4 separate regions of the Mus musculus genome follow, and all the other regions are linked to region 3. A link is a contact called in public ChIA-PET and promoter capture Hi-C data. All regions are on one chromosome and are shown on one strand. The core of a region is the stretch at or near the end of the contact, and the rest is flanking DNA. Distances in the headings are between cores, read along the strand shown.

Evidence for each region. Promoter capture Hi-C pulls out the DNA fragments that hold promoters and counts their contacts. ChIA-PET counts read pairs in DNA pulled down with a chosen protein or histone mark.
Region 1: a contact with region 3 is called in an RNA polymerase II ChIA-PET map of memory CD8 T cells, with 5 read pairs. The contact joins the promoter of Llgl1 here to the promoter of Grap in region 3. A contact is called at or near these places in 2 of 115 datasets of contacts at active chromatin or transcription factors (memory CD8 T cells and microglia).
Region 2: a promoter capture Hi-C map of the C10 cell line shows a contact between it and region 3, with 2.1 times the contacts expected there. The contact joins the promoter of Natd1 here to the promoter of Grap in region 3. A contact is called at or near these places in 3 of 39 promoter capture datasets (the C10 cell line and liver) and 1 of 115 datasets of contacts at active chromatin or transcription factors (thymic regulatory T cells).
Region 4: a contact with region 3 is called in a promoter capture Hi-C map of stem cell-derived epiblast-like cells, with 2.9 times the contacts expected there. The contact joins the promoter of Dhrs7b here to the promoter of Grap in region 3. A contact is called at or near these places in 1 of 39 promoter capture datasets (stem cell-derived epiblast-like cells), 1 of 484 Hi-C or Micro-C datasets (B cells) and 1 of 115 datasets of contacts at active chromatin or transcription factors (pro-B cells).

The regions. Positions count from the first base shown.
Region 1 is chr11:60,697,858-60,700,992 of GRCm38.p6, reverse strand. Llgl1 (LLGL1 scribble cell polarity complex component) reads right to left here and starts at 1,293. Exons shown (of 21, transcript NM_001159404.2): 1 at 1,052-1,293. The coding sequence starts at 1,132.
Region 2 is chr11:60,911,683-60,915,230 of GRCm38.p6, reverse strand. It overlaps Natd1 (N-acetyltransferase domain containing 1), which reads left to right and starts at 1,439. Exons shown (of 3, transcript NM_025294.5): 1 at 1,439-1,602. The coding sequence starts at 1,506.
Region 3 is chr11:61,651,619-61,654,749 of GRCm38.p6, reverse strand. It overlaps Grap (GRB2-related adaptor protein), which reads right to left and starts at 1,429. Exons shown (of 5, transcript NM_027817.3): 1 at 1,326-1,429. The coding sequence starts at 1,403.
Region 4 is chr11:60,828,716-60,832,196 of GRCm38.p6, reverse strand. It overlaps Dhrs7b (dehydrogenase/reductase (SDR family) member 7B), which reads right to left and starts at 1,566. Exons shown (of 7, transcript NM_145428.2): 1 at 1,466-1,566. The coding sequence starts at 1,485.

The sequences.
Region 1 (3,135 bases), core at 44-2,543, 950 kb after region 3:
GGGCACACCCTCACGGTGAGCCAAAAAGAGGCTCCCATCTGAGAAGCCTCTCCTGGCAGCTCTTTAGTTATGGTGTCTGTAAAGCCTGGCACCCCCTGATCATTGCTGAGATCGCAACAAGAAAAAACTGAGCCATGGCAGGGTCTCCCCCTGAAAGTGCCTCCTAAGAGAAGTCCAGGGTCCCTAAGTTCTACTCAGGACAGTAGCAGCTGCTTCAAAACTCCTACTCCACTGCTATCACACAGCAAGGCAAGGAAAGATAAGCGGCCCTCTCCCTACTGAACCTCAGTTTTTTTTTTTTTGTTTGTTTGTTTGTTTTTTAACGTGTGTAATGGAAATGAGAAATCGAATCCTCAACAGCAAGATGCACACAGGCTCTGGGATAAAAGTAACATCTAATCAGAGCCCCACCAGTACAGATAAGAGTTAGGCTTGTGGGGCTCTATACTGGTCAGTGCAGACTAGGTGGGAGCTGAGGCCTTTCCCGGGTCTCTTCTGTATCTCGTCTCTCCAACTTTAGTAAGGTCAGGAACTGGCCGGGTCGCAAGGACATCCAGAATCCACAAGGGGGAAACTGGCCTCATTTCATGGCGGGGGAAACTGAGGCACTAAGGTTTGAAATGCAGTTGAGCATACAGACCAGCACATCCCTTGAACTAGGGACCCCAAGGTAGGGCAGAGCCTGGTGAGAAAAGTGGAGGCGCAGGGATTTCCCAGCCCCCCCACCCCCCACTTTTCCCTCTCTCGCCCGCCTAAGAGTTAAAGAAAACAAAACCTGGCCCTGAATGTCCCTCAGCCGAGCCGGGCTACACACCAAAAATGAAAGAAAAGAGGCCAAGAGCGAAAGGCAGATAGGTCGGAGGACCCCACTGAGCCCAAGGGACACCGGGAGAGATATCAGGGGTTCAGAGACCAGGAGCCCGAAAGCGCACGGCACGGCGCGGGGCGCAGCCCGACACCCCAACCAGGCACACCCGAGCAGCGCGGCGCTCGCAGGGCAGAGGCGGCCCGATGTGGCCCGCCTGAGCCGCCGGCGCCCCCGCCGCCGCACCTTGTGGAAGGCGAAGAGCTCCTGCTTAAGCTTCTCGCGCTGCGGGTCGGCGCCCTGCCGCCGGAACCGAAACTTCATCATCTTGCGCCCGCCTCCGCCACCGCCGCGGGATGCGCCCGGCCCCGCCGGTCCTGAGGCGCGGGGCGGGGCCTGCACGGAGGCGCGGGACGCCACGGACGCCCGCCCGACCCACGACGTGAGCGTGCCCGCCGTGCCGTGCCGCCCCTTGCTCGCCAGACAATGGGCGAGGACGGGGCCCCCGGGCTCGCCGGGCTCGCCGGGGGGGGGGGGCAGTCACGCATGCGCAATGGTGCGGGGCCTGCTGGGACTTGTAGTCCGAAGGTGGGTCCCAACCGTGGGAAGCTGGGCTGTGGTTTGCTAAAGGTTGTTTTCCACTCACGACTGAGCTAACAACATTCTAATAATTCCAGGGACAATTCTCTAGCCCCTCCCGGTCCCACTTCCCCCATCTTTGCCGTTGTTATCTAGTTTGTGTGGCCAGTTTTCACGGATCACTACTTTGCCTATTCCTCCGGTGTGTATTCCACACCACGCTTTTTGTCTCAACTATTATCGAAGAACCCCTCTCTAGGAGCCCGCGATGGTTGTGCATAACTTTAATTCTGGCAATCAGGTGGCAAGCAGAGGCAGGCAGATCTCTCTGAGTTCCAGGCCAGTCAAAAGCTACATTGTAAAACTATGTCTCAAAAAAAAAAAAGAAAATCTCAATTCCTTGAGAGTTATTATTCATGACCCAACACAAAGAACTTCGGTTTGCACCGGCTCAGAAGATCCTTGAGAGGGACGCGAGGCAAAGAAAAGGGGCGGAGGGCTGCAGGAGGTGGCAGGCACGTAGGGCTGAACAGGAGCGGGCTGGATACAGCTTCTCCCCTTGTTTCCCCCATCCCTACAGGGAACTCCGAGAACAAAGCTGCGCCCCGCCCCCGCTTTCTTCCTGTCCCACCCACCTCCCGAGACTTTTCTCTTCTGGACAATGGCCTCTAGGCTGAACCTTTTCCTGCTAGCTGAGGGACTCAGTGTTGGGAGAGATCCCAGGAGTTTAAGCGGGCCAAGCCCCTGTCCTCCCATCTTTGTCAAGAGAGGAGGCGTTGACCCTTAACCCTCAGGCAGCTGCACTGCAGCAACAGGGACCTAGCTACCTCCAAACTGCCCACGACCAGCGTTGCTCAACCCGCCCTGGGAGTTGGGGCTCAGGACTCACAGCTCTTTCCCGAGCTGTAGCTAAAGTGGTTGGCTAGACAGCAAAGGGCCCCTCCTGATCTCAACACGCTTAATGATTTTAAGAGCTCACTGAGAGAGGCACAGATACCACACAATTTTAAAGTGATATCACCCCAGATGCACAGAGGAAGAAACAGTGGCAGCCAACACAGACCAAGATCAGCCCCACACAAGTCATGATCAGAAGCAACTCAGAGGCCTAGGCTACAGTCCTTGTGCTACCCCATGTTGGATTTCAACCTTGCAAATGCTCAGGACATGCTCTACCTCAGCACCAGCTTTCTCTACCCTCATCTCTGCAGTAAAAGTTTATTAGGTTACCCAAGTAACCAATCCCCAGAAATTTTACACTGCAGTCACAAAAACAAAACAAACAAACAAAAAACCCCAAACACCAGACAACAAAACAGCAACAAATAACTTCTGTTGTTTGATAGCCAATAAGAATGACTTTTACCGGGCAGTGGTGGCATACGCCTTTAATCCCAGCACTTGGGAGGCAGAAGCAGGCAGATTTCTGAGTTCGAGGTCAGCCTGGCCTCCAGAGTGAGTTCCAGGACAGCCAAGGCTACACAGAGAAACCCTGTCTCAAAAAACAAAACAACAACAAAAAAGAATGACTTTTAAGGGGCTAGAGAGATGGCTCAGTGGTTAAGAGCACTGACTGCTCTTCCAGAGGTCTTGAGTTCAGATCCCAGCAACCACATGGTGGCTCATGAGATCAGATGTCCTCTTTTGGTGTGCCTGAAGACACAGTGTACTTATATATAATAAATAAATAGATCTTTGCGGGGAAGTGGTGGCACACGCCTTTAAAAAAAAAGAAAAAGAAAAGGAATGAC
Region 2 (3,548 bases), core at 190-2,689, 740 kb after region 3:
TGTGACACAACACCCACTTGTTAAAAGGAAATTATTTGCTCAGAAAAGATTCTCTCAGTAGTATGTCTGACCCCCCAACCAAGCAATAAAAATGATTGGAAGAAGGCAAATAAAAGATTGGGGGGGGGGGTTACAGAGGAAAGTGTTCATTAAATGGGGACTAAATGGCCTGGCAGCCTGGGCAAAGGTTCAAGAGTCAGTCACTGCCACTAATGACAAAATGCCCACTGCAACTTACAGAACTCTCTGTGGCAATGTGAGGTCGTACACTTGGAAAAGGATCTTGCAGTTTTTCACAAAACAAAATATCCACTGGCTATAAAACTCGGCAGTATATTCCTGAGAGCTACCCTAAGGGAATGCTGGCCAGACGACATCCACAGCCTGTTACTCATAGCAGCTCCAAACCAAAACAACACAACAACCCATTAACACGTGATGGAAAACTGGTACCTGCTTCCTGGGAAATCTCTGACACACTGGTGAACATGATAGCAGCAACAACACAGCTGATGACAGGTGGAAGCGAAGAAACCAGATACGAAAAGGTAAATACTGTGTAGTTCTTAAGAAATAGGATGTTCTTAGGAAAAGCTGTTTAGTCAATAGCGCTAAAAGTCAGGGAGCATAGCTACTTCAAAAGGAAGAAATCAATTGGAAGGGAGCCCACGGAGATCTCCATTTAGCTGTAAAATGCTTCCTTGTTGGTCTGTCCCCCGCCTCTCCCCCACCCCCAGCCCCCGCCACGCACACAGACACACATTTTGTACAGGTTTGAAGTTACAGCCTTCAAGCATTCCACTGAGGTACTCAAACTTTAATGTCTGTGTGGTGGTCTCATAGATGTGGACATCAAATTTGCACGGTAATTAACAGAATATGATTCTGTGAACATCCATGGTCGGCAAGCTTTCCTAATACTGTACTTCTAGAGAAACACTGGCTCCTGGGTAGCTAGCTCCCTAGGGACCTCATATTTCTGGCTTTCTTTGGGAGGGGTGGCTTTTCACCCAGTCCCAAACATGCCTAGGGGTAATCTCTCAATATCAGCTACAGCTGCCCGAGTGGGTGGGCTGCATAGCTCCAGCCCGCACGATTCCAGCAGAGAGTAGGTTTGCCTGTCAACACCTTGCATTTGACGTTATCTATTGCCTCAGGCTTGCAGTGAGGCTAATGCCTAATATTAAATGGCTGTCGCGGGGAGGATCTAAATTACCCCATAGGTCATTGCGTGTTTTGCATATGGGTCCGTGTGGGTCCTAAAAGTCATTCTGGGGCATTCGGGAGGACAATCGGCGCCCTGGATGGACCAGCACATCATTGTTGAAGCCGCGAGCGAAACGGGCAGCGCGGTCTCTTTAAGAGACGCCAGGAATGTATCCAAACAGACAGTGCGCGCAGCGCACGTGACTCACAGCTGATTTCCGGCCCCGCCCCCTTCTCCGGCCCGCGCCGCCGAAGAGTCAGTTCGCTGCGGCCCGCGGTCCCCAGTGTCGGCGCGCGCGATGGCGCACGCTACCCCGCCGAGCGCACTGGAGCAGGGCGGCCCCATCCGCGTGGAGCACGACCGCCAACGCCGCCAGTTCTCCGTGCGCCTCAACGGTACCGAGCTGCCTTTGTTTGCGCGCGCGCGGGCGGGACGGGGCGGGACCTGCGGGCGGACGGACAGATGGATCCCGGGGCGGGAGGGCTCCCGAACCCCCCGACTGGCACCGCCGGAGCGCGTCTGCCCGGGCAGCCCGCACCTGCTAGCGCAGCCGGCCTCCGACATCGCGGACGGAGGGCTGCCACCCTGGGTCCCAGAGAGCAGGTCACTGGTGGCCTGCCACCCCCACCCCCCGGGTGTTCGGTTGCTTCCTGCCGCCGTGGAGGAGCCTGCAGGGGCCTGGGGCATAACCTAGGGAATATGTGGCCTGGAGGAGGAGGCGGGTAGGTGATTCTGAGACTTTGGCCAGTTTGTCTAGTCAATGTGTGCATCGGTCTCCCGGAATCTGCAATGGGGATAGCTGGAGTGCAAACCGCTTTGGATGAGATGCTGTGGCAGTAAAAGTTCAGAATGACACATTTGGTGCACAGCAAGTGCTGATAAACATAGATAAATGGCTACTTTTCAACAGATAGAGAAGTCAAAGCCTCATCTGTAGCGTTTGTACCAGCAGACCGACACTCCTCCCATTGATTCTAGGGCTGGAAAAGATTGTGGAATATGGGACCTTGAGCTCTCTGTAGCCCACTCCTCCCAGCTGGGCCCTCTGGGGAGACCCGACTTAGCCACTGCCCATATTATTTTGATTGGAAGGATGCACCACTTGAGTGTGGTCGGCCAGTAGGTAGGTTGTAAGCAGTCAAGCATACGCAGCCTATCCTGACTTCCTGAGCCAACCTTCTGTGACCTGCACTTGGAGGCCAGGTCTCCCGTTTGTGCCACCTAACCACCGTGGGGGCAGCTATCACTTCCTGTGTTGTGACATACCGCCCCACTTACAGATGAGTAAACTGAGGCTGGGAGTGCAGGAAATGGGACCTGCCCAGCTTTAACAAGACCAGAGGCATATTCAAATCAGGGCCCAGCTGCCCCTTGCCCTATTCTTTCCGTAGAGAAACAAGTCCTGCTGTCATGCTGATGGTAGCTCAGCTGACTGTGACACTTGGCCCTGATCCCTTGAGAGGCCTTATCTGAGGGTTTGTTTGTTTTTTGTTTCTTTTTTCTTCAGATCCTCTTTTCTGAAGTTTTCTTAGTTCCAGTGAGGCTTTTAGTTCCTGGGGACTGTGGAGGCACATCAGATCCATAAAGAGAAAGGCAGAAGCCTTAGGCTTCTCTCTCTTTCTTTCTTTCTTTCTTTCTTTCTTTCTTTCTTTCTTTCTTTCTTTCTTTCTTTCTTTCTTTCTTTCTCTCTCTCTTTCTTTTCCAAATGGGTCCAGTCAAAAGGACAGTACTCTTGAGAGCTGGCTATGAACAAATGATATCCTTAAACTTAACCGTTCTGCAATCTGCTGCCCCGTTGACAGAGAGACAGAATTGCTAGAGGCGGGCAACCTCGCCTCGGCTCCTCCTGTACAGCCTGGGCCAACAGTTTACTGAGTACCTACTATTTACCCAGGACTTGTAGGGCTGCCAGTCTAAAGAAGGAGATGGGTCTCAGATGAATTGCATAATATCTCATAAAACCAAGGCCTTGGGAGGCGTGGTCAGGCAGAAGGAAGGGTCTATTGGGGCAGAGCCACTGTTTGGCATTAAGTTCCAAGCAGGTGGTATTTAAGTAGAGACCTGAAAGAGACAAGAAACAGCTGTAGCTGTGAAGAAAGGCACTGTGTGAAAGAAACCTTTGAGAGCAAAGGCCCTGCAGTACCCATTGTGTGTTTCAGAGCAGCCAGGAGTGGTGCAGGCATAGAAGAGCGTGACAGGTAGGATAAGGCTAAGAGGTCAAGGAGGCAAATAATATAGGAACCAGAAATGTGAGCTTGGGTGTGGCTTCAACCTTCAGTGCTGTGGGGTCCTGAAATGCCTTGTAAAGAGGACAGATGCCATGGACCAGGAACCCTAAGGC
Region 3 (3,131 bases), core at 180-2,679:
AGCATTCCTACTTTTTAATAGGCCAGCTACCCTCCAGCCTCAAGTGTGTGTGAAAGATATGGCCCATGCTGGTTTCCAGAGTAGCTGAGGCCTCTGAACTGAACTTGGATCTGGACAGTCTCCCACCCCAGGTCTTTCTGAGGCCAAACTGGTTGAGTGTGCATAGGACCCAGAGCCAACAACTTAGGTAGATACACCAGCACCTTAGCTTGAAGAAGGGGGTGCACAAAGGTATGTGGTTGCTTTAGGACCCCAGCTTAGAGCTTTAGACACCCAGGGGACCGAACAAAGAAAGGCTCAAGAATTAAAGCAATGGAGATTGGCTCACACTACACTACACTACACTACACTACACTACACTACACTACACTACACTACACTACACTACACTACACTACACACGTACAGACACCTTGCTGAGCCTCGCTCACTGCAGCCAAGCCATGGTCTTCCACAGCCAGGAGATCCACACTGAGCCTGGGACCCATGTACAGGATAGCTCTAAAGAGTCTGTCTCCGTGCTTGAATCTTCGAGCCAGGGCTCAGGGTGGTAGCCATCTAGCCCTGTGTCTGTTGCTCCAGGGGGTCACAATAGGGGCAGTGGAGGGCACAGGATGGGCCACTAGCATTCCAGTGTCCATGGTTCAGCATGGCCACTCTCCTGTGCCCCCTCAGCTCTCCTGTCATATGCAAACTTCTAAGTAAGGGCATCCCCGGTAGAGATTTCACACACTCGTGTGTCTAATGACTTGGAAGACAACCACTGTGAGTGAAAGTGGCTCAGGTGAGAACAAATGAAGTATAGCGTTCTATTTCTCCTTTCCCATCAATACAGCTTAATCTCAGCTATTTTAGCCCAATTAAGTTAGAATGTCTGCTTATTTTAGACTCTCTCTCTGTCTCTCTGTCTCTCTCTGTCTCTCTCTCTCTCTCTCTCTCTCTCTCACACACACACACACACACATACACACACTCTTACACACACACACGATTTCTACCTCTGTGTCTCTCTGTTTCTCTCTGTGTTACTGATCTCAAAATTTGTCTATTAAACTTTTCTTTAAAAACAAACAAACAAAACCCTAGAAAACAGTGGGATTTAGGCAACTCCCACCAGACTCTGTGGCCTCAGACTCTCAAATGACCCCAAAGGAAGGATCAGTAATAAATACTATTCCACTTTCCTAAATGAGGAAACTGAAGAGGGTAGAGGCAGCTAACCTGAGCCTGTCCCTCACAGCCCAGACTCCCAGGACTCTCTGAGGTGCTGGTTCTAACCCTACCAACCCTGTTGGCCCACTCAGCCCAGCTCCAGCCTTCTGTACCTTAAGCGTGTCCCCCTTGTTGAAGGCCAGCTCGTCACTCTCGGTAGCCTGGAAGCTGTACAGGGCCACGGACTCCATCCCACTGTCCCTGGGCTTCAGCCGAGGACCCAGCAGCTACAGCTTCCTGCTTCCTGCAGGAGAGGACCACTTCCTTTGTTTTGAGTATTTGTTCTTTTGAAGCTGCAGCCGGAAACTGCCCTTGATGGGGGAGAAACAGGAAGCAAAGACATGTCACCCTTGTCATAGCTCAGAGAGGGTGTGCTCATAAACCCACTTTGGCTGTGGGGGAGTCCCCATTAGGACGATGCAGAGCTGTCTCGTGCTTGGCCTCTGTCTCTCAGCCTTCACATTTCTTATCTGTTTTAAATGGAGTTTCTATTGCTGTGAAAAACACCAAAACCAAAAGTGACTTGGGAGGAAAAGGTTTATTTGGCTTAGATTATAGTCTATCAGGAAAGCCAAGGCAAGAACCTGGAGGCAGGAACTGAAGCAGAGACCACGGAGGGACACTGCTTACTGGCTTGCTTCCCATGGCTTGCTCAGCCAACTTTCTTATACACCCAGAGCATCTGCCCAGGGGTGGAACTTCCCACAGAGAACCAGACTCATCCACACCAGTCATTAGTCAGGAAAACGTCCCCACAGACTTGTCCACAAGCCAATTCTCAACTCAAGCTGCCTCTGGCTTGTGTCAAGTTGAAAACAACAACAACAACAAAAAACCAAACAAACAAAAAAACAAACAAACAAAACAACTAAGCAGGACAACTGCTGATACCTGTAGCGAGATTCCTAAGCACCCACCACCTCAAACCCAAATTCCAGCCTACGTTCAAGACACTTCCAACCGTCTCCTCTCACCTGCTCCACACAGCTCCCTCATGTACCCTTTTGGGTATTCCACTACAAGCAAACTCCAGGCTGGAGAGCCATTGTGGTGGGCACACCACCTTTTCCTACTTGCCCAGGAAGCTCCTATTCACCTATGAAAACCTCACTAATAAGGCCCCTGTTGTGCTTTAAACATCGAGTACCACCTGAGCTTTCTGTAGCTTGTGGTCTGAAGGCATTACAGCTCTGCGATTGTTAAGGGAAGGCTGTGACACTGATGCAGACAGCAGTCTGGTGAGTACTAGGGGGTAAAGCACAACACGGAGAAACACAGCTATACATTTGCAACCACATGGAACCACAGAGAGCCAGTATTCTCCAAACACACAGGGACAGCTAAAGAACCCAGGCTGTGGGATGGGTACCAGATGGATCCAGATGAAGCCAGATTTTTATTTTATTTTATTTCATTTATTTACTTATTTTTAGTTTTATTTCTAAATTATTTTTTATTATTTATTTAGTTAGTTAGTTAGTTTTTCGAGACAGGGTTTTCTCTGTGTAGCTCTGGCTGTCCTGGAACTCACTTTGTAGACCAGGCTGGCCTCGAACTCAAAAATCCTCCTGCCTCTGCCTCCCAAGTGCTGGGATTAAAGGTGTGCGCCACCACTGCCTGGCAGATTTTTTTTTTTTTTTCAAGACGGTGGTTTTCTAGAGGATGGGGCTCAGTGGGTAAGAGCACAGGCTACTCTTCCAGAGGCTTTGATTCCCAGCCCCTACATAGTGGCTCGCAGACATCTGTAAACTCCAGCTCTAGAAGCTCTGTCACTCTCTTTTGGCTCCTGTGAGCACCAAAAACACATGTATGTGCACATGCCGTCAAAACATTCATAAATGGCTAGGCGGTGGTGGCGCACGCCTTTAATCCCAGCACTTGGGAGGCAGAGACAGGCGGATTTCTGAGTTTGAGGCCAG
Region 4 (3,481 bases), core at 317-2,816, 820 kb after region 3:
ACTCTGCTGTGATGAGGAAAGTGGGTATCTACAATAGACAGATAGTGGTGGGTACTCCAGTTAGTTTCCCTTCCTGCACTTCTAAAACAAGTAGGTCTTGATGCCTAATTCAAACCTTATCACTAAGGGGTCCCTTGCCACCTGCTACTTCTCTAAAGCTTTCCACTACCCCTACAGGGTTACAAGACTGAAAAGTCTTTACAGGCAATTCCACTAAAAGTAGTAAGTACGGGGCTGGAGAGATGTCTCATTAGTTAAGAGCACTGACTGCTCTTCCGAAGGTCCTGAGTTCAATTCCCAGCAACCACATGGTGGCTCACAACCATCCGTAATGTGATCTGATGCCCTCTTCTGGTGTATCTAAAGACAGCTACAGTGGGGCCAAGGGCTTCCAAGGCTGTGGGTTATGGGAAGCTCTAAGGACAGAGGGCCAATGAAGGCTGTGGATATGCACAGTGGAGACTCTTTTAGTTACTGTATTGACATTGCCTGCACTGTGTATTGCTCAGACAGGATGTGCTGGGCACTAAAGATCATGCTGCCCTGGCACCCAAGTGTTAAGGTCAGCCCTTCAACCCTCTGCTTGACCATGTGAGCATCCTGGATCCCAAACATGAGATCCTGCCCACCACCACCATCTCAGAACAAAAAGGTGGGAAGCCAGAGCCAACTAACATGTCCCAGTCAGTGCCTACAGGGTCTTAGCAGCTGTGTCTGGAGGCTGGCTGTTGTCCTGTAAAGACATTTAATAAAATATCGCATAAAAAGGAAAAATAACAAAAGTAAATACCCACCTGAGAGCTAGTGCAAGTGTTTGTGTGGAAAGGCGTATGTATTAACTCTCAAATCACTATACTAAAGGCTAATGAACTGAGAGTAATGTATGAGTACCATGTGTTGAGTACATGTAGCCACTAGCTAAGCCCTTGCAAGCAAAAACTTATTTACTCTTCACTACTGCCATATTTCTAAAGTTTTAACTGAAGAAACGGTCGCTGAATGTTTAAGGCATCCACCCACAGTTGCACCTGCTAACCGGCACAGTTAGGGTTGGAAGTGTCTAATCTAAGAAAGCTGTTCTCATGGATGTTCCAAAGTCAGAATCTTGCTCGCCCTTTCCGAAAACCCAGATCTCCTAACCATCCCCGGGCAGGAGTGCCACTGGGGTCATGCCACAGTAGCTATGCACACGCGACCTTGCGCGCTCTAGGCTCCAGACCCTGAAACGCACACACAGAGACCAGGTGATCTCCGCGATGAGCGTGCCGGGGCGGAGTGCCTGAACCCTGCTTCCTTCACTGTGGGGCGCCGCGGGGAACCGGAAGCTATCAGGATCCACAGCCTCCCCAGAACGTGCTCAGCCTCACTCAGTCACTTAAAGCAGATGTACCCCGCGCCTCCGCTTTAGACAGGACACCGTCCTCATTTCCACTCACCAAGAGGTTGCAACATCCCTAGCCTTTACCTAAAGGACGGAGAGATCATGGTCAATCAACTTCATGCTCCCGCCTCGGAATTGACGAAATGCAGCTTGGTTCCGTCCAATCACAATACTCGGGAAGCACATGCGCTCTGAAGATGCGCCCAACAGAGGTAGAGTTTAGCCTTTGCGGTCTAAATGACGTCAGTCTGCTTAAGTCCTATACCGTAAATCTTCCGGAGGAAAATTCTAAGTAGTGGTTTGGGTTCCATCGGTTTTCAGAAAAAACTGAACTTGCTCTGCAAAGCTGAGTTTGATGGCATATGGCTGTTATCCGAGTACTTGAGAAATGAAGGGAGGCAGCTCAGGAATACAAGGTCCCCTTTGGGCTAGGCTGCATGACACTGCTTCAAAAAGCAAAAATAAATGCTACAGTTGCCAAGATTATTATAAACGGCGATGTGATGTTGTTACAAAGATGGGGAGAGGGGGCTCGGTTTTTGTTTTTGTTTTTTAAGGAGGTTAGAAACAGACCTACACATAAGTAGTCACTTTTCCTTCCAACAAGGAGCCACATTTAACACAACTAGGAACGTACTATTCTAGTATTACTATTATATATATATATATATATATATATATATATATATATATATGTATATATATATATTACATACATACATTATATACATACATACATATATACATAAATACATATGTGTACATATATACATATATATACATACATATATGTCACTATTACATGTAATATTAATACTATTAATAGTGCTAAGTCTAGGAACTTTCTTTATTCTTTTTCTTTCTTTCTTTCTCCCCCTCACCCCGCCTCTTTTTGGGTTTTTGAGACCAGTGCTTTCTTTATGTAGCCTTGGCTGTCTTGGAACTCGTTCTTTACACCAGGCTGACCTCGAACTCACAGAGATCTGCCAGCCTCTGCCTTCCAAGTGCTGTGAGTTCAAGACTAGCCTGGTCTACATCGCGAGTTTCAGGACACCCAGGACTACAGAGAGAGACCTTGTCTCAAGATAATAATTATAACAACAACGTCAACAACACAAGAGAGTGTATAAGCAATACAATTTGTAATACATATAGCTGGAAATAAATTTTATTTCAAAAGATACAAAGTTTGCAGAAAAAATTATTATCTTAGTTTTTCAAGACAGGGTCTCTCTGTGTAGTCCCAGTTGTCCTGGAATTTACCCTGTAGACCAGGCTGGCCTCAGAGATCTGCCTGCCTCTGCCTTCTGAGTGATGGGATTAAGGGCATGAGCCACTATTGCTCAGCAAATTTATTGTATGTTCATTATTGACTGTTTATTGTAGATGAGAGGAGCTTGCATAAAGATATTTCATGCAAGTTTATAATGTACTTTGGGCATACTCTCCTCCATTCTCTCTAGCCTCCTCTTTCCACCCCCACTTAAGTGTAAGGAGTCACACAGACACACACCCTTCTCTGTGTAAGCTGAAGCCAAGTAGAGAGTTGAGTCGGAATTCCATCCCTCACTGACAAGACCACTTCCCACGTGTGAAAAGAGGCCATGCAGAGAGCAATAACTAAACACTCTTTCCCCTCCCAGTGTCAATGGAGACTTATTAGAAGTCTGGACTTCCATTTGTACCAAATAGTAACAAAGAGTTCCTCTAGGTGTCAGTGAAGGACAAGTGGAATTTACAGACTTCCACATCCATCTGCCAATAGCAAAAAGGCATAAGATTATCCTGCCAAAGTATTGTCCAAGGAAGCCAGCTTAAATGGAAAATGGAAATAGGATTCAGACTCTTAAGGTACTTAGAAGTCCAGGTTTCTGTCAAAAAGCACTAGCTTTGGGCTAGAATATATAGCACAATGTTAGAGTACTTGTAAGCATATGCAATGCACTCAGTTTTATCCGTAGCACAAGAATGAAAATTGAAAAGCATATGTTTTTAATAAGAAACTGAACTTTTTTCTTTTTTAACATTTTTTATATTTTTATTAGTCCTTTGAGAATTTTGTACAATTTTTAAAAAAGATTTATTTATTTTATGTATGTG